Regions from separate parts of the Mus musculus genome. Here all the other regions are linked to region 4. The links are chromatin contacts, called in public promoter capture Hi-C maps. All regions are on one chromosome and are shown on one strand. Each heading gives the region's core, a stretch centred on a gene start, on an enhancer-like site or on the middle of the called end of the contact. The rest is flanking DNA. Distances are from core to core; before and after follow the strand shown.

Region 1 (5,425 bases), core at 1,785-4,284, 1.0 Mb after region 4:
GTTCACCCATCCATGTGTACACATATAAAAACAAACAAACAAACAAAACAAAAACTCAACAACCTCCTAAAGAATCTACACTTTTAATCCCAACAGTTGGGAGGCAGAGGCAGGGGGATCTCTATGAGTTCAAGGATAACCTGGTCTACGTAGTGAGTTCTAGGTCATCCAAGGACTACACAGTGAGATCCAGGAAAAAAAAAATCAAGAAAGGAAAAAAAAAAACATTTCTGATTTTTTATGGTCTACTTACAACTTTAGAAAAATAACACAACAAAATTTTAAGTTGAAGCTTGACTTTTAAGGTTTCATAAAGCCCCTCACTGGTACATTTGTTCACTGTCTGGCAGAGACAATATTTAAATTCTGATCTGCAAGTCAACATTAAGGCATGCTGTTTAGTTAACAAGCTCCTCCCAAGATCAGGCTCATTACTAGTAAACCTAACAGGCAAACCAAAGCATTCTTTCATGTTTTTAGGTAGCAGGTGAGTAACAACCTTCTGTCTGAATTTTAACATTAAATAATCAAACATTCATTAATAGACTTCCTAAAAGAGCAATTTGAAGTTAGTCATTGTATTTCCATTAAAAATATTTAGTCCTTCTGCAAATATCAAATTAACTTCCAAAACTGTCATGTAGCTTAATCATCAGAGCATAATTGACTTGAAGCCAAAAGCAGCTGGGTTCCGAGCAGTTGTGATGCAGGTCATTGTTAATCTTTGGATACTTTTTGTCATAAATAAGTAAAAGGTTCTCAGTCTTTTTACTACTGGGCCAAATCCCTTAAAATGCATTCAAATGCCCTTCAGTCAAGCCCTCTACTTCACAGGCACACAAGGTCTTTTCAACTATGGACAAGACCTTCACCAAGCTGCCTGATCGCACTTGAGGGCACAATCACAGCCTTGCAGACCTGAAGATAAGCCTTCAGAACAGAAACATCAGCAGGTTTATTTTTCCAAGTCTCCAGTCTCGGCTAGGTCAAATGTTGCTGCTGGATTTTAAACAGCTTACTTAGCCCTTGAAGTGATAAGAGTAAAACCAAACCAAAAGAACCTCAGTGGTTTTCAGTGGTTCACAGCACCAAAGATTTGGACACTGCTCCTGATGTCTTCACTTCCAAATAGCCACTTCAGCATAAGCCTTAATCGAAGGAGCTATTTTAGAAGAAGAATGTTCACAGGGCTGCAGACGTCTTAACAAAGCTGCAACCTGGGGACTCTGTCCAAAGAAAAGAGTCTACTACATAAATAGGGTTAATTAAAAATACTTTCATGCTACACTTCTTCAGGTGCTTTCTATAATCTGCCAATTTCTGTCTGTTTGGGGAATGTGTTAACCTTAGAAATAGCTGCAAGAGTATCTCCAAATAGGAACCAGTGATCAAGCAAGCACAAAACATTTTCTATCAATTACCAAAACTGGTTAGCAAGACTTAACAAGGTAAATTTTGTTCACTACCATAGCGGGAGGGGAGCAAAGCAGTAACCAGCAAGAACTAAACATTCACAACATGAAGTTAATTAATAAATGAACTAGTTCATTACTATCCATCACACAGACCCTTCACAAGCGATCAATTTTTCCTTTTGAACCCTGACGTCTGTCTTCCTGCACCCCACATTTACTAGCTGCTCCCCCAAATCATCCCAACTCCCGCAGGCTATGCCTCTGAGCCTTGGTGCCAGCTGTTCCCTCCGCCGACAATGTCCTCCCCTCTGCCTCACCTGGCGGAACAGTCCTTCAAACTCCGCGCAGAAGCAAGCAAGGAACCTCAGGGCTTCTCGACTCTGCACCTAACTGTTCTAAATCCCAAGAACACTTGGGAAAACAAGCCTTATCACCTCCGGTTGTTTTCACGCCCCAGGAGCTGAGTCTCCAACGACCCCACAGGACGCATTGCAGGCATTCAGACGTGCCCTGAATTCATTCCCCACTTCTATACACAGACCTGGCCCATTCCCCAGGACCCAGTTACGTCTCAACCGGGAAAGAAGAGATTCGACTGTCCCTCCTAACAAAGAATGAAAACCAGAGGCACACCCTGGGCCCTGGAGAGAGAACAATGAATGAACACGGTCACCTCGTTTGTGTCCCAACTCTGCATCCATGCACCGGCTCTGCAAAAGCCTGGGAGGTTGTCGCTTCACACAAAAGGCAGCCTGGCTCCCGATCGCGAGCATCCCGGGCCACCCATTTGGAAGCCCCAGGCGAGGTCGCAAGCCTTTGAGGCGGGACCCTGACCGGTTTCTCTCGCTGCCTTCCCCGATTCCTCTTGTCTTCCCTAAAAGGGTGTCACTTAAGCGAAGCAGCCCGAGAGGAGGTGCAAGGCCGGGCTCCCCCCACTTCTGCAGCCCGAGAGAAAAAAGAACGAGCCCATCCCAGTGACAACACAGTCACTGGGCAGCTCTGGGAGGATTTTTTTTCCCCCATTGCCAAAATATGAGGAATGCTCGCTGGGCACCGGAGTGGCGCTGGCACGTTTCCGAGAAACACTGGGAAATCTGAGCAGGGGTGTGGAAACTGGCTCGCCGGCCATGACACCCGGCCCGCGCCCGGCCCGCCACCAGGATGACAGCGGCCTGGCCGACCCTGCGCCCCACGGTCGCACCGTCAGCCCTGTGGCCTACCTGAGGGAGCCGGGCAGTGCCGGGTCCCGTCGTGCAGCGGCAGCGGTGGTTGAGAGAACGCGTTGGTTGCGGTCACATTCGGCGTGTCCCCAGCCCGGGGGACGGGGCCCCGGGGAGGCCCCGCATCGCTGCACTAGCGCCCCGCGCCTCAGGGCACGCGCCCCAAAGCTCGGCCAGCTGGCCCGTCCGAGGGCCTGCGGAGAACAACAGAGAAGCCTTCCCGCCTCAAGTCCGCTCGGCTCTAACTCCCGCCATCCAAGATGGCGGCACCAGCACCCGCGAAGAAGACGCTCTCAGGCTATCCCGGGCGAGCTAGCCCTGCGCTCGACACTCGTCTCCACGACCTGCGGCGCCGCCGGGCTCACTGCCTCTGCGCGAGCTCCTGGGCTCGGCAGTCCGCTTAAAACTCGGCTCGGGGATCTATCGCTCGAGCCTGGAATGTGGCCCCGCCTCCGGGGGCGTGGCCTCGCGGTCCTGCGGCCGCCATTTCGGGGTTGACTCCGTGGTAGCAGAGTGACTGTTTCTGGTTGGAGGCCAGTGGTATTGGGCTGCAGCCGCGGTCCGGCCACCCGCGAGGCCCTCAGCGGGCCAGACGCGCCTGGTGACACACGGCACAGGGCTCCAGCTCTGGTGCTTCCTCTCCGAAGTTGACATCCGTGGAGAATGGCGGCCTAGGGGTTTTGTGGGAAAGCCCTCATGCTATGTGAAACCTCAGGTTCCTCATTTGTAGATGGAGTGTTCGCTGTAGTACACCAAGTTGACCAAAAACTAAAAGTATGGTGTTGCACACCTGTAATGCCAGCGCTTGGAAAGTGAGGGCAAGAGGGTCGGGAGTTCACGGTCATATGAGCTGCATGAGACCCTGTCTCAAAAAAGAAAAAAAAATTAAAATTGATGCGACAATATGGCCCACCGTAAACTGAAGCCTGTTGTGCGTCTTCGTACAGCCCCCGTGGAATAGACACCTGGAGGGCAATGTGTATTGTCAATTGTGCTTTTTTTTTTTTTTCCCCTCTTTGAAATAGGTTCTCAATTTTATTTATTTATTGTGGTTTTTCGAGACAGGGTTTCTTTGTCTAACAGCCCTGTCTGTCCTGGAACTCACTTTGTAAACCAGGCTGGCCTCGAGCTCAAAGAGATCGCTCTGCCTCTGCCTCTTGAGTGCTGGGATTAAAAGCATGTGCCAGATTCCCTCTTAATTTGAGGCTGGCCTCAGACTCTGGTTCTCCTACCTCTGTGTAAGTATTTTCCAAGTAGCCATTTGGGGACCCGCAAGGTGACTCAGAGAGTAAAAAGTGTGCAGAGTAAAACCTGATGGAAGAGAGAACAGGCTCCTGAAAGTTATCCTCTGACCTCCATTCGAACCCGGTGCTACGTGCGCAACCTGCAACCGCATTTACAAATACACAGACAAGTTTTTTTTTGTTTTTTTTAAGTAACCATTTATAAGTAAACATCTTTTGGCATTTAGTGCGTTCACAGTATTGTGTAACCACAACTTTGGTTCCAAAACATTTCCATTACTCTGAAATAAAATTACCCACTAAGCAGTTTAGTTTCTCACTAGCTCCCACCCAGAGCAACCACCAATACTCATTTTGCTACTACAGACCTGACTTCTAGATTATCTTGTGTGCGTGGATACTTATAAAGTATGGGGCCCTTTATGATTTAAGTCTTTTCACTTAGCCTGTTTCCGAGTTCATCTGTAACACATGTGTGCTAATACTTCACTCCTCTTTAGAGCTAAACTATTTCATCAGAAGTTTACACCAGATTTTCTGTCTAGGATAACCATGGAAATTTAGGTTCTTTCCATCTTTTGGCTTTTGTATTGGTTACTTTTCTGGTTTCTGTGACAAGATAATGGACAAATGCAGGGTTAAAAAAAAGGGGGGGGGAGGTAGGCCCAAAGGGGAATGGCTAACCACTGGGTAGTGGTTAGGGCACCAGCTGCTCTTGCAGAGGACTTAGGTTCAATTCTCAACACCCACATGGTAGTCACAACCACTCATAACTCCAGGTGCAGAGGATCAAATGCCCTTTCCTGATCTCTGTGTACCAGACACATAGTACACAGATACACATAAATAGATTAAATCATAATAATAAAAGAAAGGAAGGGCTTCTTATTTTGGCTGACAGTTGAAGGACGCAGTCCATCATGGTGGGAAAGCCATGATGGCAGGAGATGGAGGCTGATGGTTGTGTCTCCCCATGGTCAGGACAGAGACTCAGGTCTTAGCTCACTGCTCCTTTGTGTTCCCTTTTCCTGTCTGAGACCCTCTGCCTATGGATTAGTGTCACTTTTAGAATGGGTCTTCTGATAACAACCCAATCTAGACGCTCCCTCAAAGACACACCCAGAAGTGTGTCTCCTAGGCGATGCTGCAGCAGTGGTTCTCAACCTTCCAAAGGCTGTGACCATTTAAAACAGTTCATGTTGTGGTGACCCCGATCATAAAATTAGTTTTGTGGCTATCTCATAACTGTAATTTGGCTACTGTTATGAATGGTTGTGTAAATATCTGTGTTTTTTTAATGATCTTAGATTGCCCATGTGAAAGAAAAGGGGATTGAGACCCACAGGTAGAGAGCCCCTGAAGCTTGTGAAATTGGCAGTCAGTATTCGCCATTACAGTGAGTGGTGGGACTAGAGTGAGTGTTATATGTACTTGCCTTGCTCGTGTTCCTTTTTTGGTTTGGTTTGGACTTGATTTTTGAGACAAGCTCTCACTCTGTAGTCCTGACAGGCCTGAAAGTCACTATGAAAACCAAGCCAGCCTGAAA
Region 2 (5,079 bases), core at 412-2,911, 1.9 Mb before region 4:
TGTATGCAGTGCATATACATACAAGTAGGTAAAGCACTCAATGCGAAAAATAAAATAAATAATTCTTTAGAATAATTAATGTAAATATAAGCAAATACAACCAAGGGAGTACCTACTTTTAATCTTAACACTTCAGTGGCAGGAGCAGGAGTATCCAAGCTTCAAGCCTACCTGCACTACTACATAAGGAGCCCGTCATAAAGCCAAACACAAACCAAAAAGTTGTCATTTACAGTCCATATGAAACATTACATAGCTATAAAAACCTGCTTGTGCTGGGCAGTGGTGGCACATGCCTTTAATCCCAGCACTTGGAAGGCAGAGGCATTGAGGTCTGTGAGTTCTAGGCTAGCCTGGTCTACAGAGCTAGTTCTGGGATAGGCAGGGATTCAACAAAGGAGGCCTGTCTCAAAAAACAACACACACACACAAAATAAAACAAACAATAATCAGTTGTGGAAGGGAAATGTTCAGGTTGTAATAGATGCATTGTTTGTAAGAACAGAAGGAAAAAGCCTGCACTCAGAGGACAGAGCTAGTTACGGGACAGCCAAGGATATCCAAAAAAACCCCTGTCTCAAAAAACAACAATTATAAAAGCAAAGAATAACCAACTGTCATAGGGAAACCGTCTAGGTTATAACAGATACAACGTAAGCCTGCTGCACTCAGCAGACAGAGGCAGGAGGGCTACCCAATCTTGGTAGAAAACAAACATCAAAACAAAAAACATCCACCGGATGGGCAGAGGTGGCACACATCTTTAATCCCAGCACTTGGGAGGCAGAGGCAGACAAGCAGATCTCGCTGAGTTCAAGGCCAGCCTGGTCCTACAAGAGCAAGGCTACACAAAGAAACCCTGTCTCAAAAACAATCAAACAAACAAACAACACATCCTACTAAATGTTATTTAAGGGAGATAATTCAGTATGCAATAATTCCTTAAAAGGAAAGGCTAAGCGCTGGGTCTAGGTCCTGGTCTCTCTTTTAAAAAGATGTGAGCCAGGGGCTACAGGGTATGACCTCGTCTCCTAAATTAATAAAATAAATAAAAGTTAAATAAAGAGAGATGCGTCATTATTGAGTCATGGAGGGCACATTAGGCAGGGAAGCCGGATGCAGTGTGTTAAGAACGTGGAGGACTTCTGGACCACAGCCAGAAATGGAAAACCATGATAAGCGGACCCTCTGCTATACTGCTTGATTATAAAATGTCATCCGATGCAACGTCCACACAAATCACGAGTGGTGTCACTGTTAACACAGGAGTCCTCGTAGGATGTGATGTCACCATCGTTGACACTACTTTACGGGGAGACGCGGTGATAGTGACAGAAACCCAAAACATCCGGTTCGTTAGGGCGGCGACCTAAGGCTGACTGCGCAGGGCCGCGGCGCGTTCCCGGACCGTCTCGGGGGTTGGAAACTGAGGACCGGCGTCGCGAGGCCAGGTTAGGGCCGAGGCGGCGGCGCGCGGACCGGGGTGCCTGTTCGCACCGACGACGTCCGCGCCCCGGCCTTCCCCCGACACTCACCTTCATCACCGCCAACCCCGGAGGCCATCGCGGCTCGGCCAGGACCTCCATGGCCGCACCTGATGAGACCGCCAGCTACCGGCCCGCCACGCAGCTCCTCTACTCGAAATTCCCCGCGCTACACCGTACGTCAGCTACGTGCGGCGCGCTCGCGGCGAGCGCACGGCATGCTGGGAGCTGTAGTTCTTGTGCGTTGGACGTTAGCGGCTTCGGAAGACCGAAGGGGAAAAAGTGAGACATTCCAGGGCGTAGCCTGGAGCGATGCAGGCGTTTGGACCTCTTGGATCCCGAGAGACAAGAAGATAAGTGAAAGATTAAAAGCAGCTTTAATCTGTCTTATAAAATGAATAAACAAAAGATTCCGGAAGGTGATTGAATATTAGGAAAAAGAAACCAAATGAAGCCTAAGCCTTGGTAGAGAGTTCAAGATCTAGGCTCAGGTCTTCCCTCTTCAGGTAGTAATCTCTGGTTGCTTTAGAGATCTGTCTTGCTCCTTGAAAATATCTAAAGTTACACTTCTGTCTCAACTCCTCTTTCTGTAAGCATCCACGAGAGCCACATAGAGCCTCTGTTCTTCAAAGGTAACCACGGCTAATATTGGCACTTAGTTCTCAGATAGTCCCCATGTATAAAAGGACCAGTGTTAGCAAAGAGTGTTATTAAATCAGTTTAACAGGAACCCACATTCTTTTTTATCAAATTACTCCATCTACTTGAGAGGCTCCTCACCCTCTTCCATCTCCCAGGTGACGCCTTATCTCCCGGACCTGTCTCCAGAAAGGTTCCTTTTAGGCTCATTTAACCAGAGCTCCATTATCTGGATGTGGAACGCTGACCAACACACAGCCAGCCTGGCTACTCAGTTCAGCACTCATCTTCTGCCTTCTGTGGGCCTCCGCTGTACTAGGTCTCAGGGGCCACAAGTTGGTCCAGATGACTCGCAAGACAGAATCCCGAAGCTTGCGGTATCACTGATACCCCGGTGGCCCACACATTCACCGATTCAACATGTATGTTTTGAAGACTTACAATGGACCAGGCATGTGAGCTCTCCTGGAAAGTAGGGGGAGAGATGTGGCTGTTACAGACACTTTACAGGTGTGAAGACTAAAACCCAGCAGGTTAGGAATTCATTCTTTTGAGTTTTTATCATAAAATAATCCCTGTAATCTGAGCCAATTAATTTTTCCTAGCCTACAGTCACAGATGAACTGTGCAACACCAACACAAACAACATTTAGGTGATAGTTTACTTATTACAGTAATAGCTAACACATATTAGACCACCTGTATTCAAAGCACTCCTGTGGCTTTGGGTTGTTTTGTTTTGTTTTGTTTTTGCATCATGCACTTACTTGGTTTACTCATTATTCAAAGGAAAGAAAAATGGGTAATTGGTGCAGAGCATTCTGCAGCTAAGTAGAAGCAGGGCTTGAACTCAGGATGTTGGGCTTTTGAGCATATAAACTACCACAGAATCGTCTCATAAGAGTCTGTCTGGTCAAGACAGTTCTTTCCGCATGCAGATACGGAACCCAGTGTCAGAACAGCAAGAGGATTCAGACACTGAATCTAGCAAGTCGGCAGCCAGGAGGTAAATGGCAGATTAGATGCAAGGTGGATTTGTACCAACCCATCAGGGGAGAGTACTCACATGAACTCTAGGTTGAGTTGGGTGCTGCTGGATAGTTCTGGGAACATCGGAGGGGCAGGTGGCAGATTAGATGCAAGGTGGATTTGTACCAACCCATCAGGGGAGAGTACTCACATGAACTCTAGGTTGAGTTGGGTGCTGCTGGATAGTTCTGGGAACATCGGAGGGGCAGGTTGCCGTGCAAAGATACGGCAATAACAAAAAAGCAAGTTTGCCATAGTTATTCCTTTAGGGTTCTCTTTGGATACTGGGCAATTAGGTTAACAAATGACTGGGGAGTGAAAGAGAAATGTGTGAGAAAAGAGGGAAGAATAGGGGAGGGACAGAGAGAGGGGGAGGAAAGGAAGAGAGGGGGGAAGGAGGGAGGGAAATGAGGAAAGAGAGAAAAGAGGTGGGGCTGGGGAGGCACTCTCTTCTCTGCAGAGCCTCCAGGTCACACCCCAATGCCATTCATCTCTGAACTCTTGCCACCAACCACTCAGTGAGATGGAATTAATGAGCAAATTACCAGTGAGCTCACATTCCCAGGTCATCTTTTCCTCCTGAGCTAAATGTTTTCCTCCTGTCCTCTTTAGCAGCACCCAAGGAGCCATGTCACCTCTGGGCCTAGGGAGGAAAGTTCCAGGGAACAAGCAGGTTCTAGAAAGACCATTATGGGCTCAGGGCAATATGCCTCCCCTTTTCCCTCCCTTAAGCCTCAAGAGCCATTCTCCTGTCTCCTGACAAGCTGCCGTCTGTCTCTGAGAAACATGCCCTTCTTTTAGATCAATAACGAGCTTGTGCCTCTTTATTCAGGAGCAAAAACAAAATGTTCTGTATTTAAAAAGCAGACAAGAGTCAGAGGCTCTCCCATAATACTTAGCCCCAAGTGAAGAGCCAGGATAGGTTGACTCCATGAAAAACAGATGCCCAGTAAACTTGAATTTCAGATATACAGCAAATAATTTAGAAGTATAGTGTGTCACAAACATATAACATACCTATATTTTAAAAAATATTCCCTGATTATCTGAAATTAATGGTTTAACCTGGACATCTGGTGCCTTTATTTGCCAAATCTGACAACCCTAATCAGGGCAATGTCTTCCCAGCCAAGTGGGACCTGTCCTTGGCTCACCCTGGATGTCTCACGGTCCTGAGCTCCTGCCAAAGGCCTCTTTGCATCCCACCTTCATCTCTTCCCTCCATCCTTCTCATCCTAATTCACTTTCTTAAAGAGTTTGGGATTTTGCCCTCCTTCCTTCCTGTCTTCTTTATCTCTCCCTTCTTCCCTTCTTTCTTCTATTTTTGGTTTTATTGTTATTTGTCTGTCTGTCTGTCTATTTGCAGTACTAGGGGTCAAACCCAGGCTCTGGAGTTAACTAAGCAAGCATTCTACAGAGCTACATCCTCAGCTCCTCTACTCTCTCAGCTTCCCTTATTCCTTTTAAGGTTCAGCTATTTTATGTTTGAATGTTTTGCCTACGTGTCTGTCTGTGCACCACATGCATACCTGGTATTTGCAGAGGAAAGAAAGAAGGAAAAGGAAGGAAGGGAGGGAGGGAGGGAGGGAGGGAGGGAGGGAGGAAGGAAGGAAGGAAGGAAGGAAGGAAGGAAGGAAGGAAGGAAGGAAGGAAGGGAAAGAGAAAAAAGAAAGAGAAGAAAAAGAAGAAAAGTGCTGAATCCGTGGATCTAGTTATGGCTGTGAATAACCATGTAGATGCTTGGGATTCAACCACAGGTCCTCTGGAACAGCAGGAAATGCTTTTAAACACACCAAGCTATCACCCGAGGCCCCAGCCCTGTGGTTTTTAAGACAAGGTCTGGCTATGAAAGACCTTGCTTTTACCTGCCACGTGCTGATGCTCCAAGCTATACTGCCCCACAAGACCCAGCCCCTCCATTCATTTT
Region 3 (4,899 bases), core at 240-2,739, 1.6 Mb after region 4:
TTTAGAAATTAAAAGGTTACCACCCACAAACCAGAAGCAGCTTTTTAATCTTTCTCTACTAGCCAGAGAGTGGGTGTGTAAGTTCAAAAAACACAACCAATTCTGTTGGTGGAGGGCAAGGTACTGTTGATCTAAAATCCCACCTCTAAGTATCTCTGTTACGAGACACTGATAAAACTACCACCCACTCACAATTTCAGTCTCAATCTGTAAATGAAAGTTGGGGGGTAAGACCCCAGGTCCTGGAGGATTTTATATCTTACCATTTCTATTAAGGTTTTCCTCCAAGCTTTGTGACAATTTCTTTATGCAAATTCTATACACTCAAAGACAAAGGTTTAGTTTAATTTCTAAAATTTAAGATACAGGACAGGGAGAGGAACAAATCAAACTTGTGCTATATTCTAAAGTTGTTACCTGCTTTTTCAATCTTGGGGTTTTTACTGTGTTTGTTTTCTTTCTATTTTTCTTTTTTCCTTAAAAGAAAAGCCAATTTAGGAATTCCAGGGACGCATGTGCACATGGATCTTTTGACAACTATGTCAGGCTATGACAACAACCATTTTAGAAGGGGTGCATGGTAGTCGTTTTTTTTTTTTTTCCAATAAAACCTAAGCCTGGACATTGGTTATGATCTATGAAGACTAAGGTAAAACGTGACACCAGAGCACAGAGAGATATTCTCCAAGAGCTCAAGTGGGCTACCTCCAGAAGCCCCAGCAGCAGATCCAGTAGGGGAACCTCCATCAACGCTGTCCAGGGATGGAGTGGGACAGACACTGAATCACTGGACCAACACCGTCCACACTTTGGCTGAGGCTGAAATCTCAGGTTTTGTAGCGAAATGCATCTCACTGCGGGCCCCCTGCTCTCCACAAAAAGGGTTAATAAAGGGCATCCTAACCACCTAGACTCCCATCTCACCTATTCTTCGCAGGACAGCGGGTTTCCTCCTCCAAGTTAAACCACGAGTTCAAAATCAAAACAAAAGGTGCAAGACTGGTTTCAGGTGGCAAGGGCTGACTTTCGGTGGCCAACTTATGGGTACCGCAGGGCCGGACGAGGGAGGACTCTCAGACCTCGGCTAGCCAGGAGGCCTTGGGCCTGGGCGCGAGTCCTCACACGCCCCTCGCTCAGCTCTGCCCAAAGGAGAGCGGGGGAGAGTGCCCGAGCGGGGGCGGGGGCGGGGGTTGTCCCAATGACAGGCAGAAGGCCCGGAGACGCGGGGTCCGGCCGGAGGCCCGGGGCTTCGGCGCCGCCAGAGCGACCAGAGGTCCGATCCGCGCCAGGCCTCGAGGAGGCCCCGCGACCGCGACGGGCCGCGCTAAAGAGATCGCCCGTCCCCACCCACGGCCTGGGCCAGTCCTACTCACCGGTGGAGAGACGACGGACAGCCGGCGTCTCCGCCAGCGCCGCGGCTCGGTCTCCAGCGCCGGCTCCTGCAGCTGCCGCCGCCGCGCCCGGTCCATCCCCACCCCGACCACCCCCCCCTCCCGGCCCGCCCCCCGCGCCGCCTCAGCCGCTGCCGCCGCCGCCTCCGCCGCCGCTGCCACGGCCCCGGCGCGCGAGCGCGAACCAGCGCGAGGGAACGACAGCTAGAACGAGAACGCGCACCCCGTCGCCACAGCCGCCCACAACCTCCGCCTCCCGCCGACAGCGCATGCGCAAGGCGGTGCCGAGCGGGACCGCGCACGCCGTGGGGGCGTGACCCGACCCAGAGGTGTAGCCACGCCTCAGGCCCACCCCCCCACGCGGGCGCAGGTCAAGTAAGCGGAGGCGCTGCAGGTGGTGCGGCATCCTCCGCCAGAGTTTTTCCTGACCGTTCCTGCAGTTCAGACGCTGAAGCATTTCAGCATCTCGGCTCTTCGACTCCTCGGCTTGTCGTTCTTTAGCCTCTCAACCCCTCGGACCGTGGGCTCTTCAGCTTCTCGGCTCTTCCACCTCTGGACCCCACGTATCCTCAGCCCCTTTCTCTGCTTTTCGGGTGCCCTCAGAGCCTCAGTAACTCAGGCCAGCTGTCCTGCTAAACAGGCTAAAGCTAATTTCTGGGACCCACTCCTCCGAGTCGCACAATTCTCTCTACCTTGACTCCCAGGGCCTTCCAACTAGGGACTGGCTTTAGGTCAATGACAAAACCCCTAGTAGCTCATCTCTTTAATTATCGGGATGTCTCTAACTCAGTCGTCCGTCACTAAGATGGCAAAGCTTCTTCCGGTATTGGAGGATCTGTGAGTGGAAAACGGTAATAAACAGAGTCCATTGGCTCGTGAAGTTTGAAAGCTGATGGAGACCAAATGGGCGAAATGTAGTTGGGGATGATGGAGCTACAGTCCAATTTAACAATCCTTAAGTTGCAAAGAGTGCACTGGGGTGAGGACACGGCCTGGCCAGAAGGGGAGCTAAGGGGCTACTGGTCAGGGTGCTGCAGTCAGGACCTAGACTGCACGTGAAAAGAGGTAGATAAAAAAGGTTTGGGACTTCTGAGAGTTTCAGGAAGCCTTTGAGCTTTTCTTCAGCCGTGGTTGCAGGGCTAGGAACTTGATTATTATGTCTGATTTTAAATTATTATGCAGCCATGTGAAAAGTGGCCTGGGTGAGGGAGGTCATTCAGGAAGCAACTGGCAAGATGGTGAAAGCAAGGACGCAGTGTGCTCATAGAGAAAAACATTGGGAGTAAAATGGATATACATTTTGATAAATTAAAGGAAAGGTGAAGGAGAAGGAGGTGGCAGGGTTGACTCAGATTGGAGGGTGGTGAGGATGAGCTTGCACATGTAAGGGGCAGCATGAATAAAGCCACCAAGGAAAATGATCAGAAAATGAAGGCTAAGCATGTATGCCATTGTAAAAAATAATAATAATAAGCTGATTTTAAAAAATGGGTGATAAACCTAAAGATAAGACTGAAAAGAAAGAAGAAAATACAGAAAAGTCTTTGTATCCCTGAGTTAGGCAAAGATTTATTTTAAAGTCATGAACCATGACATTATTTGATAAGTTAAATTTTATCAAAATTCATGTTGTTTATAAACATTTGAGTAATTAAAAAAGCAAATTACTGATGATAAATGAACTCAGAAGTAGAGTATATCCAATGAAAGTCTTGTCTAGTCTAGGAGATGTAAGGCCTTTTCTTTCAGGGCTGAGGATTGAACTGGCCTGCTAAGTAAGTGCTAAACTACACAGTTACCTCCTCTGCCCGAAATAATAGGACAAACAACCCAATAAAACAGTAGGCAAAAAGCTTTGGTAAGTATTTCACAAGATGTAAAAATGGCCATTAACCAACAAAAGGTAACATTTTACTCATCTAGGGATTTGCAGATTCAAACTACAGTATCCACACTGTCATTTGAGTAGCTAAAATTAAAGACTGGTAACCTACCTGTTATACTTCTCTCCTTAGCCATACTTAATTTTTAAAAGCAAAAGAAAAGAAATAAAAAGCTAAATGTCTTAATGAAGAGACACCAAAACAATTCTTTTTTTTTTTTTTGAAAATGTTAGCATTTAATTAACCTCCGGTGTGGCTTTTAAGCCACCAGAACACAGGCATCTCCAACACCCTTAATCTTCTCCTCAGCTCTTCTGCTGAAGAATTTGGCCTTCACGATGACAGGTTGCTTAGGGAGCTTTCCCTTGCCCAGAACTTTGTAGTAGCCTGATCGAACAACATCAATGATGGGAGCAGCTACAGTCCTGTTTTTTGCTGCATTGACCCGCGTCTGCTCGCTGACCAATGTCCACAGTTTATCCAGGTTGACTGTTGGGCAGAAGCTCTGGTTCCTCTTCAAGTGGTAATGCCTCATACCAACTTTCCCAAAGCAACCTGGGTGATATGTGTCAAAGTTGATCCTGCGGTGATGCCTGCCTCCAGCATTCCCGCGGCCGCCTGGGTGCTTGCGGTGCTTACGGATGCGGCCGTGGCTCACGTGGCCTCGGAGTTTCCGGGTCTTCCTCAGTCCGGATGGCATGGCGGTGGCAGAAAGGGAAAAGGGACCAAAACAATTCTAAGAAAAGAAAGTATTTAATTTAGGTTTGCTTACTGTTTCCAAGGTTTAGTACCCTATCAGCAAAGCAGGTAGCAGACAGACTTCCTCCAATAAGGCCACGCCCACTTCAACAAAGACACCTCTGAATCCTTGCCAAGTAGTGCTGCTAACCCTCAAACATTTCACATGCGCAGTACCATTCAGAAACCACTGTTAGCTTGCGTTGGTGGCATATGCCTTTAATCTCAGCATTAAGAAAGCAGAGGCAAGCAGATCTTAGGGAATTTAAGGCCAGTCTAGTTTACTAGTGAGATTTTGTCTAAAAAAAAAAAAAAAGTATAGTCAAAGTTGACTAACAAATGTTATTTAATAATACTTTCTATAGGAAATAAACATGGAGAGACTAAAGACTTAAGTTGTTGCTCACATATGTCAGAACTTTCACTAAATCACTGCAAAATCTGTGAACACTACTCTGGGTAATTTTATAAGAAGATTTTGTTCGAATGTATGAATGTTTGCCTGCACATATGTATGTGCACCCTGTGCATGCCTGGTGCCTGCAGAGGCCAGAAGAGGGCATTATATTTCTTAGAACTGGACTTTAAGATATGTCAAAGACCAGCTTTGACACCTAAAGTAAACTGAGGCAGGCAGCGAGGCATGGCATCAGTGATGGGGTCAGGGCTGAAAACAGCGCTAAAAGGAGCTCATGGGTTGGTCCAGACAGCGACTGATGGAGGCTGCTGCCTGTCACAGCCAGTGATTAGAGAAACTACTCAGCTGACTTCTTTTCTCTGAGGGAACAAAGCTTCATTCACTGAGGCTGTCACTACCTATGGCCAGTGAAAGACTCTGAACTCTTTTAACTCTTAGGGTCTGGTGAAAAAGAAAAGGAGAGAAAATT
Region 4 (5,088 bases), core at 607-3,106:
AAGAATGATCACAGTGTCACTTCAATGTAGCCTACTCTGTGCATACCACTGAAAATATTGAGAAGAGTGTGTGGGGATAGATAAATTTTCATTTGTCCCAAGGTTAGCTTCTCCCATCAAAGAAGCCACCAGAGAACAGGCTGGCCAGGAGAGGGAACAGTCCATCCAGCACAGCATGGTCCAGCCCTCTTGTATTATACTAGCTCCCATTTGCCTTTTTTTTTCTGGTCTTGTGTGTTACTCCTTAAGCAGAGAAAACTTATCAGAAGCAGGAATTCACACCTTCCATCTTGCTCTCTGTGATGTTTGGGGCAAGATGATGACTTGGGTGCAAAATTGTTGATCAGCTGTGATTGGTAGCCAGTTGTGGTCCTGGAGACATTTACCCACCTGTAGTTCAGGGTGGTCTTCCATTCCAGTAGTTATTCCTTGTTCCCCAACTTCATGCCTTCTTCCTAACGCTCATTTTGTGGGGTTTTTTTTCTTATTTTTCAGAGTCTAAGATTATTTCCTGTCACTCTGACTCCAAAGTGTCTGTCTCTCTCTCTCTCTGTCTGTCTCTCTTTCTTTTTTCCAGGAACCACTTTCCATTTGTTTACTCTGCCCCCCCCCCCGTATAAGCTATAAGGCACACACACACACACACACACACACACACACACACACACACACACACCACCTTGTAATTTATCCATTAGAAATAGGAAACCCTTAATGTAAAAAAAAATCAATAAATAGTCCAAGATATTATGATGAATCCCTAGAGGCACTCCAAAGGCACTGTGTGCCAGGAAAGGTGTCCGTGGACTGCCATCTCAGCAATGGTGATGCGGTATCAGGATGCTTGCCTTGAGCTCTGATCATCCTGGACTATAGAACTAAATCAAGTCAAGTACACTCTTGTCGCTAAGGAAGTCACTCATGTGCAAGACTCCCCAGGCTAGAGCATTTCATTATGTTCATTATCCTGTCAAAAAAAAAAATGTTTTCCCAGTAGTAAGTTTTTTGTTCGTTTTATTTGTTTGTTTGTTTTGTTTGAGATAGTGTAGCCCTGGCTGTCCCAGAACTCACTACTCACAGATCCACCTACCTCTGCCTCCCAAATGCTGGATTTTTTGTTTTGTTTTGTTTTGTTTTGTTTTTCGAGACAGGGTTTCTCTGTATAACTCTGGCTGTCCTGGAACTCACTTTGTAGACCAGGCTGGCCTTGAACTCAGAAATCTGCCTGCCTCTGCCTCCTGAGGGCTGGGATTAAAATCTTGTGCCACCACGCCCAGCCCAAATGCTGGAATTTAAGACATATCCCACACCGTCTGGCCCATATTAGGTTCTTAAGAAGTGATTTTATAGTCACTGAAGTTGCTGGCTGCAGTAGCTTGGTGGATATTTTAGATTCTATTTGGTTTTCCAGAGTTATATTTGGTTGGGCAAGCTTTTAATCCCAGCACTGGGGCAAAGCAAAGGTAAGCAATCTCTGTTAGTTCGAGACTAGACTGATGTATATGTATACAGGTCCAGAACAGCCATGGCTATGTAGTGTAAATATGAGGAGGACATAACCTTTTTAAAAAATTAAAAATGCAAAAAATAAAAATAAACCTTGTTTCAACACCTGTACTCTAGTACTACCCTGGGAATTTGATAATAATTCCGTAGTACTGTAGAGTCACTCGCAGGAAAATGTAATCTTCCTTACAAGCCCCAAAAGGCTTACAGGTTAGCCTTAGTTTCGCCCCGTTATTGCGGTTGTGGGGACCCTTTTTGTCGTTGTTGTTGTAGTGCGCATGCGCGCCGCGCTTCCGCGTTTGTGTGGGCTGGGTTATTACGTCATTGGGCCGCGCGGCGCGGCTGGGGCTGTGGTTGCCGGAAGTTGAGCGGCGGTAAGTAAGCCGTGGTTGCGGAGCAGCTGCCGGGGCTGGCGGGGTTCACTTAGGAAAGCTGAAGCCAGTTTTGGGCTGGTCTGGAATATTCTTCACCTGTCTATACTCGGTCCCCTCGTACTCCGGCAGAGAGTGTTGCGATCTCCGGGTCGGGAGGCGCCTCTGGTTGCTCATTCTGTGAAGTGCTGCCTTTGGCGTGTGTGGACCGGCCACGGAGTAAGCTTGTGTCCCCGGACTGTGAAGGGACTTGATCTTGTTACTTATGAGGAGGACATAATTAAATCTTTTCTACTAGAGGTTCTGCATCCCCTTAAAGGACCCAGAGATTACAAATTAGTACTTTATAGGAAATCAGCCTGGTGAGGCAAATGCACTTGTCAGAAAGTTTCTGAGCCAGGCATGGTCGCGGAGAGAGGTGACCCCAGCCGCAGGGAACCTGAGCCAAGAGAACTGCTATTTAGAACCAGCCTAGGCAATCGGACACAAACCCTTTTGCAAACTGGAAAACGGGTGTGGGATGTAGTTAAGTCCCAGAGCGGTTCTTCAGCGTTCCAGGGTCCTGGGTTCAATTACCAGCACATGCCAAATTGAATTTGAGATGAGACCGAATCAACCTGCGTCTGCAATTTTATTTAATTCTTTAAAATTATTTGTAACTTTGAGTGCGTGTATGCGTGTGTGGTCTCATGCCTCCAGAGACAAGACATGGCGGACCCCAGCAGAAGTGGAGCTCCAGGCAAGCTGTGCCTGATATGGGTGCTGGAAACCCTACCCAGGTCTTTGTAAGCACTGAGTCGAGTCAGCTTTCCAGTATAAATTAATTTATTTTTTTAAGACTGAATGCCATGCACCCCATGCTGTCTTTGAACACTCAGTGAAGCAGAGGCCGGCCTTTGAGTTTTTATATTTCTACTTCCACCTCCTTGAGTCCTGGGATTACAGGTGTGTACCACTACGCCTGTTTTTCTGATGTGTTCCTGCATGCTGGGCATCATAATATCATGGACTATTTATTGATTTTTTTTTTTTTTTTACATCCAGGGTTTCCTATTTCTAATGGATAAATTACAAGACGGTGTGTGTGTGTGTGTGTGTGTGTGTGTGTGTGTGTGTGTGTGTGCCTTATAGCTTATACAGGGGGGAAACAGGGGTAAACAAATGGAAAGTGGTTCCTGGGGAAAAAAAAAGAGACTTTGGAGTCATATTGACAGCAAATACTCTATCATCACCTCAGAGCTTCACTCCCATATCAGGCATCCTATTTATAAATCCTGGTCACAAATGTGCTTTCCCTTTCAAACGTGCTAATTTGGTGGCTTTTTATGTTGGTTTGACTTTGTCTTTCTTTTTTTAAAACCCATGTAACTGGTAAACAGACCTGTCTGCCTTGTAGACTTGAGGGCTCTGCCTCGGGCTTTTCCTTTCCCATAGACTGTTTATTTGTTTATTTTTTATTTTATTTTATTTTATTTATTTTTTTTTTTTGGCCTTGGTTTGTGAAAGCTCATGACTTCCTGTTGCTTCCAGCTTGCCTCCACCCAGTTCTTACTCAAAAAAGTCATGTGAGGAGTTAAGGACTGTGGCTTGCAGTCACAGCCCATTGCCCAATTAGAGTCATACTTGCTTTTAGTTGCCCCATGTGTATCTTTGAAAACTGCTAGACTGCCTTCCTCTCTCCTCTGTAGCTAAATGCACTTAGTTCTTTATAGTCAGTTCTACTGTGATACAAGACTTTTATATTATTAAATCCTAACATACAAAGCAGTGTCTGGTATATATGTTTAACAAATATGCATAGATATACCAAGTAAATGGCATACTTGAATACCAAATAAAAGACACATGCGAATGCCTATTATGTACCAGGCTTTATTTGTAAGTTAAGTGTCAGTGAATTGTACACTTTAAATGAGGTGGTAGTGATTATCTTTTTTTTTTTTTTTTTTTTTGTTTTTGTTTTTCAAGACAGGGTTTTCTGTGTAGCCCTGGCTGTCCTAGAACTCACTCTGTAGACCAGGTTGGCCTCGAATTCAGAAATCCGCCTGCCTCTGCCTCCGGAGTGCTGGGATTAAAGGCGTGCACCACCACACCCGGCTGGTAGTGATTATCTTAATCTCAGCACTTGAGAGGCTGAGGCAGAGAAAGCAGAGAAAGAAGGATTAAGAGTTCCACATGCTAGGTGTGGTGGTGCACACCTTTAATCCCAGCACTCTGGTGGATCTCCGAGTTCAAGGCCAGCCTCATCTACAGAATAAATTACAGGGGTAGCCAGTGCTATTCAGAGAGACCTTGTCTTTAAAAACCAAGAGATCAATCTTCTGATAGGCATAATTGTACAATCGTTTCATCTCAGTACCTTAGGAACTGGAGACCATCCTGATCTTCACAGTGGGGCTTTGTCTAAACAAATAAAAAAGTTGAGGCCTGGAGCAATGTTTCAGTGGCTTACCCATGCCATGCAAACACAAGGATCAGCGACCCAGAATCCTCATAAGTACCAGGTGGGCTTGATGACCTGTCTGTAATTTCAGCCTTGGAGGGTAGAGGCTGGCTGTGCAGAGCAAGCTGGCTAGCTAGACTAATGATATGGAATATTGATGAGTCCTGGGTCTGATTGAGAGACTGCTTCAATGGAACAAGGTGGAATGTGATGGAGGATGACTCCCAACTTCAACCTGGGCCTCCACAAGAATGTGCACATATGTGCACCCCTGTGCACATGTGCCCTCCCATAATGCAAACACGCATATACATACATGGACAACACAACCACATGAAAATGGACAAGGAACAAAGCCATCTTCAGCTGCATGCCTTGGTCAAGGCCAGCTTGGGCTACATGAAGCCCAGTCTCCAGAAATGAATGAATTAGTGACAGAATACTTCTAAGGAGTGGGAGGTGCTTCAAGTCCTGGGTGGTTGTATAAAATTCCAGGTAACAGGATGGAGAGCAACCAGGAGCCATTTGGTTTCTGTTTGGATTTGAGGATACTATTTGAGAATGTGTTGAACAAGAATAAACTCTGAGGACATAGTATTTGAGCCAAACCCAAACAATGAAAGCTATCTTCACCCCAGCTTTGTCCCCCAGTTTTCTTACACTGCTTACAGTTGTCTTGCATAGAGCTCTGCCCTCATCTGCCTGGAACATCTGTCTTCAGATTTATGTGGCCAACTTCTGTGTGATTTTTGGAACCTTTTAAAGAGT
Region 5 (4,748 bases), core at 2,161-4,660, 1.2 Mb after region 4:
TCATTACCATTGAGAACAGGATCAGCACTGTGTATATGTGACTGTCCCCAAATCACTTGATACAACCAGTGACACTGAAGGAACAGTAATGATCTTATAATACATTATTTATTTATTTATTTATTTATTTTTAATTATTTAATTATTTATTTATTTTGAGACAGGGTTTCTCTGTGTAGCCCTGGCTGTCCTGGAACTCACTCTGTAAACCAGGCTGGCCTCGAACTCAGAAATCTGCCTGCCTCTGCCTCCCAAGTGCTGGGATTAAAGGCATGCGCCACCACTGCCCAGCTACATTTTTTAAAATGTATGTGTGTGGTATATGCATGTGTATATGAGTGTTCTCATGTGTACCTGTGCATGTGGAAGCTTCAAGTTAAAAATCAGGTGTCCTTGTTCACTTTGCTTGAGACAATGTTTTTCACTGAGCCCAGAAGTCACAAAATCCAGCTAGTCTAGCTGCCAGCTTCCCCTGGGGATCCCATCTCAGGCTCCTGAGAGCCAGGGCCACAGGCAGCTGCTGTGCCCACTCAGCTCTGCAGATGGACTCTGGGGGTCTGAACAATGACAAATGCTTTATTCCCTGAGTCATTCCCTTAGCCTATCAACCGCAGATTCTTGCTATCCTTTCCCATTACGGACAAAAATCACTTGGCGGTATTGTTATTTTCCTTCCTAAATGCTTACCTGATAAAGTATACATCAAATTTTCCTGCAGTTTTCCCAGATAACCTTTGCTTCACAACTCTTTCCCATCCACACGGGACAGGCTTGTGGCCTTCTGTCGCTGTAGTACTAGACAGAGTAGAAGCAGTGGGCTCTTGGAGAAGGGAGCTGCGCTCACTGCTTATCACCAGGTCCTTTCCATCTTCTCCCACTCCTCCCAGTCCAACAGCAATATCTTCCTTGCTGGAAAAACAAAACCCAAGTGATGAACTTAAAATTGCTTTTACCCTGCTTCCTCAGTTTCTGCCCACAGCAGTATGAGACTGTATAAAATACAAATTAAAGTCAGTGAGCTAGTCTTGTGCCATGAGGATTGTCCAGCTCTAACAACTTCTTGTCCTTCAACATGAGTGTCCTCCTCCACCTTGATTTTCAAACAGGGTTTCTCTGTGTAGTCTTGGCTGTCCTGGAACTCACTCCATAGACCAGGTTGGCCTCCAACTCACAGAAATTTGCTTGCTTCTGCCTCCCAGATGTTGGGAAGAAAGGCATATACCATCACTGCCTAGCTCAACATGGGTTTTTAAATGTTAGGACTCTCCACACAGTATACCTGCTAAACTTTTTCTTAATTCACACTATAGGGATTCAATAAAGGATTCTGATAACAGTTGTTGGAAGTCTGAGATATGAGCCAGTAACTGAACTTTTCATCTGAGATCAGACAAACTGCTCAAATGAATCACCCCCTCTTTCCTGCAAACATGTAAGGGGAACACTTCACATATGTGTGCATTTTTGAGAACCAACAACTACCACTTTTGTAAAATAGCATGGCCCTCCAAAAGCTACATAATTTCTGGTAAGAACTTCCAGCTCTCTTTCAGTCTTGATTCTCATCACTTTGTGAGGTTAAAATGTACTCTCATTGGGTGGTGAAGAGATGGCTTAGCTGTTAAGAACACGAGCTACTCTTGCAGAGGTCCTGAGTTCTATTCCCAGCAACCACACGATGGCTCACAATCTTCTAACTGTAATCACATGGGACCTGATGCTCTCTTCTGGTATGCAAGACAAAGCACCCACACCCACACCCCATGTATATAAAACATATATATAACATAAATAAATAAATCTCTAAGAATTATTTTACTCTTATTGACAAATTGTGTGATAACAAAATCAAATCACCTGCAGAGTGGACCCCGAAACCTAGGCCCACCTAATACTTCTCCCATACTGTTATGGGGGGGGGATAGTTCCCACAAAACCTCCAGTGCAGTGGATCTCTTCCCCCTTTAAAGAATTTATTTATTCTTATTTATGAGCACCATGAAGGTGCTGAGGCCTGAATGGACTTAGATCCCCTGGAGCCAAGTTATAGATGGATGTGAGCCTCTGCTGTGGGTGCTGGGAACCAAACCCAGGTCCTACAGAAGAGCAGTAAGTGCTTTAAACAATTGAACTATCTCTCCAGTGTTTAGTACAGTGTATTTTAATCACTAAACTATACATTTTAAAAGTGAGGGGTTGGAGAGATAGCTCAGTGGTTAAGAGCACATATTCCAGGAGACTCCGTACCCACATCAGGCAGCTTATAACACCCTGCCTGCAACTCCAGCGCCAGTGAACCTGACACCTCCTCTGGTCTCCACCAACACCTACGTATATAGACAAACACATAAAGAAAAAAAAGTGGGTCTCTAGAGAGACCTTCTAACCCAACCTACTTTCTACAAATAGGGAAATAGGGACACTAAGCAAGACCTAGAGACTAACCACAATTAGAACCATGGCATTCTTAGATGGAATTTGGCGTTAGGTATCAGCTAGAAGGATCTTATAGGGAGACAAGGTAACTGAAACCTGAGGGAATCCCTACAAAACTGTTAGGTTAACAAAATGGGTCAAAACCCCAGCTCGCTACTTATTATTAGCTGATCTTCCAAAGAGAAAGTCACTTTGAGCTCAAAATCTCCGTTCTCCATCTGTAAAAAGGAAGTAGCATTAAAAAAAAAAAAGTTTTGTTGTTTGCTTTTGAGCCGGGAATCTTATGTACCATAGGCTAGCTTTGAACCCACGACGTACCAGAGACTCATCTTCAACTTCTGATCCTCCTGCCTCCACAGGCAGACGCCGCCAAGCCCGGATATTCGGTGCTGTCGCTCGAACCCTCGGCTTTGTGTTTACTACGTAAACACTACCAACTTAGTTAAATGCCCAGCCCTTAAAAGTGTTTGAGCGCCCAAGTTTTGGGACATGCAAATACGTGCATCATTTTAGCCCGGACACAACAGTAGCTTCCTCTGTGACTTGTCATAGGGCTATTTCTGAGGGTCCCTTCCGGCCCAGGCTAACCTGCTTGCATCACAAAACCTCCCTTGTCCTCCAAGCTCCCCAGTCAGTTCGGCCAAGGAATCGGGTACACCCTAGTCTTGTTCCCACAGGGCGACAGCTCTAGGTGCCACCTTGTGTTAAAGGTTAGGAAGACCCACACAAGAGCGACTCCTCTGAGGCCCGAGAGAGGTTTAATAACTTGCCAGCGATCCCAAGGCGGGTCTGGAACTAGGCTCTCTCCACGGACTCTGTTGTCCCCAAGGTTTGGGCTCTCCATCCCTGCTGCTTTGGTCCACTGGGGCGCAGCTGCAGCTCCAGGCCGAGAGGTGGAGTAAAACACAACTCAAACCACTGAGCCGAATCCAAACACCGACGTGAAAGTCAATCAACCCACACAGCAGCCTTCCCGCCACCGCTTCAGCTACAGATGCCACAGCCAGGGTCCCGCCAATCAAACCCTCTGTCGTCAAGACTCCCCGCCCCACCCACCTTTCCGGACCAATCGCTCGTGTCATACTTACGCTTCCGCCTCCTGCGTCCCTACGCGCCCGGCGCTTCGGCGGAGGAGGTGGGCTCCCTTTTGTACATGCGCACTTGGAGCTTTGGGAAACTCATGCGCGGTTCATTGCGCATGTGCGTTGCTAAGGGTAGCGCAGGTAGCTGAAGTGGTTTGTGGAAAGAAGCCTGTTGCTGCCGAGGCTGGGAGGAGGGGCCCGAAGCGTGAGGGAAACGGCGATGAGGGCCGTGTTGACGTGGAGAGACAAAGCGGAGCAGTGGTGAGGAGCGGGAACTTCGGGGATGGCGGGGAGGCGGCAGGAACCGGCGCATTGCCATGGCAACGGGCCTGCGGCCTGGACCGAGGACTCTGATTCCGTGCCTTCAACTTCCCAATGGAAGAGAAGCTGAGATTCCTGGAGGGGCATAGGGATCATCTGAGGGAGGCTGGAGCAGTTTATACGTCATCATCATCCAATTTCACTTCTCTCTTCTCAAAATTCCTCACCCACCAGTGTTTTCTCAGCTTCCTAACCATCCTCAAAGTGCCCACACTTTTGTTTATCTGACATTCTTTAAATTTCTCCTGTTTTTGTTGGTTTGTTTTTGAGATAGAGCCTCACTTTAAAGCTCTGGTTGGTCTGGAATGCACTATGTTGACCAAGCTGGCGTTGAACTCACAAAGATACATATGCTTCTAGCTCCCCAGTGCCGGGATTAAAAATTTTCGAGCAGGAACAAACAAAACGGTGTGAGTAACTTGCATCTCGGTTCTGAGCATTTCCACCTGAGCTGAGATCTACTGTGTCTGAAACAGGACATTTCCATGTACGGTCAGAGAAACATGTAAGATGCGATCAAGTCAAGACATCTCTTGATTGGGAAGTTTGAGGAGTATTTTCAAAATTAGTACTTAAGAGTGAGCTTAATTTAAAGCTTAATTTTAAATACTGAGGATTAAGGCTTAGTATTTAAGAGCACTTTGGATAAGTTCCAGGACAGTCAAGTCTACACATAGAAACCCTGTCTTTAAAAACAAAAACAAACGAACAAAAAAGAAAAAGAAAAAAATATATAGTAAAAAAAAATATTGGGCTGGAGAGATGGCTCAGAGGTTGAGAGAACTGTCTGCTCTTCAAGCGGTTCTGAGTTCAAGTCTCAGCAACCACATGATGGCTCACAACCATCTATAATGACATCTGGTGCCCTCTTCTGGCCAGCAGGTGTATATGCAGGAAGAATGCTGTATA

The links. Promoter capture Hi-C pulls out the DNA fragments that hold promoters and counts their contacts.
Region 1: a promoter capture Hi-C map of pre-B cells shows a contact between it and region 4, with 7 times the contacts expected there. The contact joins the promoter of Raf1 here to the promoter of Atg7 in region 4. A contact is called at or near these places in 2 of 39 promoter capture datasets (hippocampal neurons and pre-B cells) and 1 of 115 datasets of contacts at active chromatin or transcription factors (pancreatic cancer cells).
Region 2: a promoter capture Hi-C map of pre-B cells shows a contact between it and region 4, with 4 times the contacts expected there. The contact joins the promoter of Rad18 here to the promoter of Atg7 in region 4.
Region 3: a promoter capture Hi-C map of pre-B cells shows a contact between it and region 4, with 2.8 times the contacts expected there. The contact joins the promoter of Tmcc1 here to the promoter of Atg7 in region 4. A contact is called at or near these places in 1 of 39 promoter capture datasets (pre-B cells), 1 of 484 Hi-C or Micro-C datasets (B cells) and 1 of 115 datasets of contacts at active chromatin or transcription factors (microglia).
Region 5: a promoter capture Hi-C map of pre-B cells shows a contact between it and region 4, with 2.9 times the contacts expected there. The contact joins the promoter of Mbd4 here to the promoter of Atg7 in region 4. A contact is called at or near these places in 2 of 39 promoter capture datasets (neutrophils and pre-B cells).

Annotation. Positions count from the first base shown.
Region 1 is chr6:115,673,601-115,679,025 of GRCm38.p6, forward strand. It overlaps Raf1 (v-raf-leukemia viral oncogene 1), which reads right to left and starts at 3,035. Exons shown (of 17, transcript NM_029780.4): 1 at 2,636-3,035. D830050J10Rik (RIKEN cDNA D830050J10 gene) reads left to right here and starts at 2,368. Exons shown (of 1, transcript NR_152134.1): 1 at 2,368-4,767.
Region 2 is chr6:112,695,009-112,700,087 of GRCm38.p6, forward strand. It overlaps Rad18 (RAD18 E3 ubiquitin protein ligase), which reads right to left and starts at 1,662. Exons shown (of 12, transcript NM_021385.2): 1 at 1,536-1,662. The coding sequence starts at 1,586. It overlaps Gm35824 (a long non-coding RNA gene), which reads left to right and starts at 1,660. Exons shown (of 2, transcript XR_377964.4): 1 at 1,660-3,247; 2 at 3,362-3,479. Gm26799 (a long non-coding RNA gene) reads left to right here and starts at 4,772. Exons shown (of 2, transcript XR_869361.2): 1 at 4,772-5,079.
Region 3 is chr6:116,191,885-116,196,783 of GRCm38.p6, forward strand. Tmcc1 (transmembrane and coiled coil domains 1) reads right to left here and starts at 1,490. Exons shown (of 6, transcript NM_177412.1): 1 at 1,374-1,490. It also overlaps the pseudogene Gm8213.
Region 4 is chr6:114,641,271-114,646,358 of GRCm38.p6, forward strand. Atg7 (autophagy related 7) reads left to right here and starts at 1,857. Exons shown (of 19, transcript NM_028835.5): 1 at 1,857-1,880.
Region 5 is chr6:115,849,931-115,854,678 of GRCm38.p6, forward strand. It overlaps Mbd4 (methyl-CpG binding domain protein 4), which reads right to left and starts at 3,411. Exons shown (of 8, transcript NM_010774.2): 1 at 3,207-3,411; 2 at 688-909. The coding sequence starts at 3,280. It overlaps Ift122 (intraflagellar transport 122), which reads left to right and starts at 3,598. Exons shown (of 29, transcript NM_001167763.1): 1 at 3,598-3,779. The coding sequence starts at 3,739.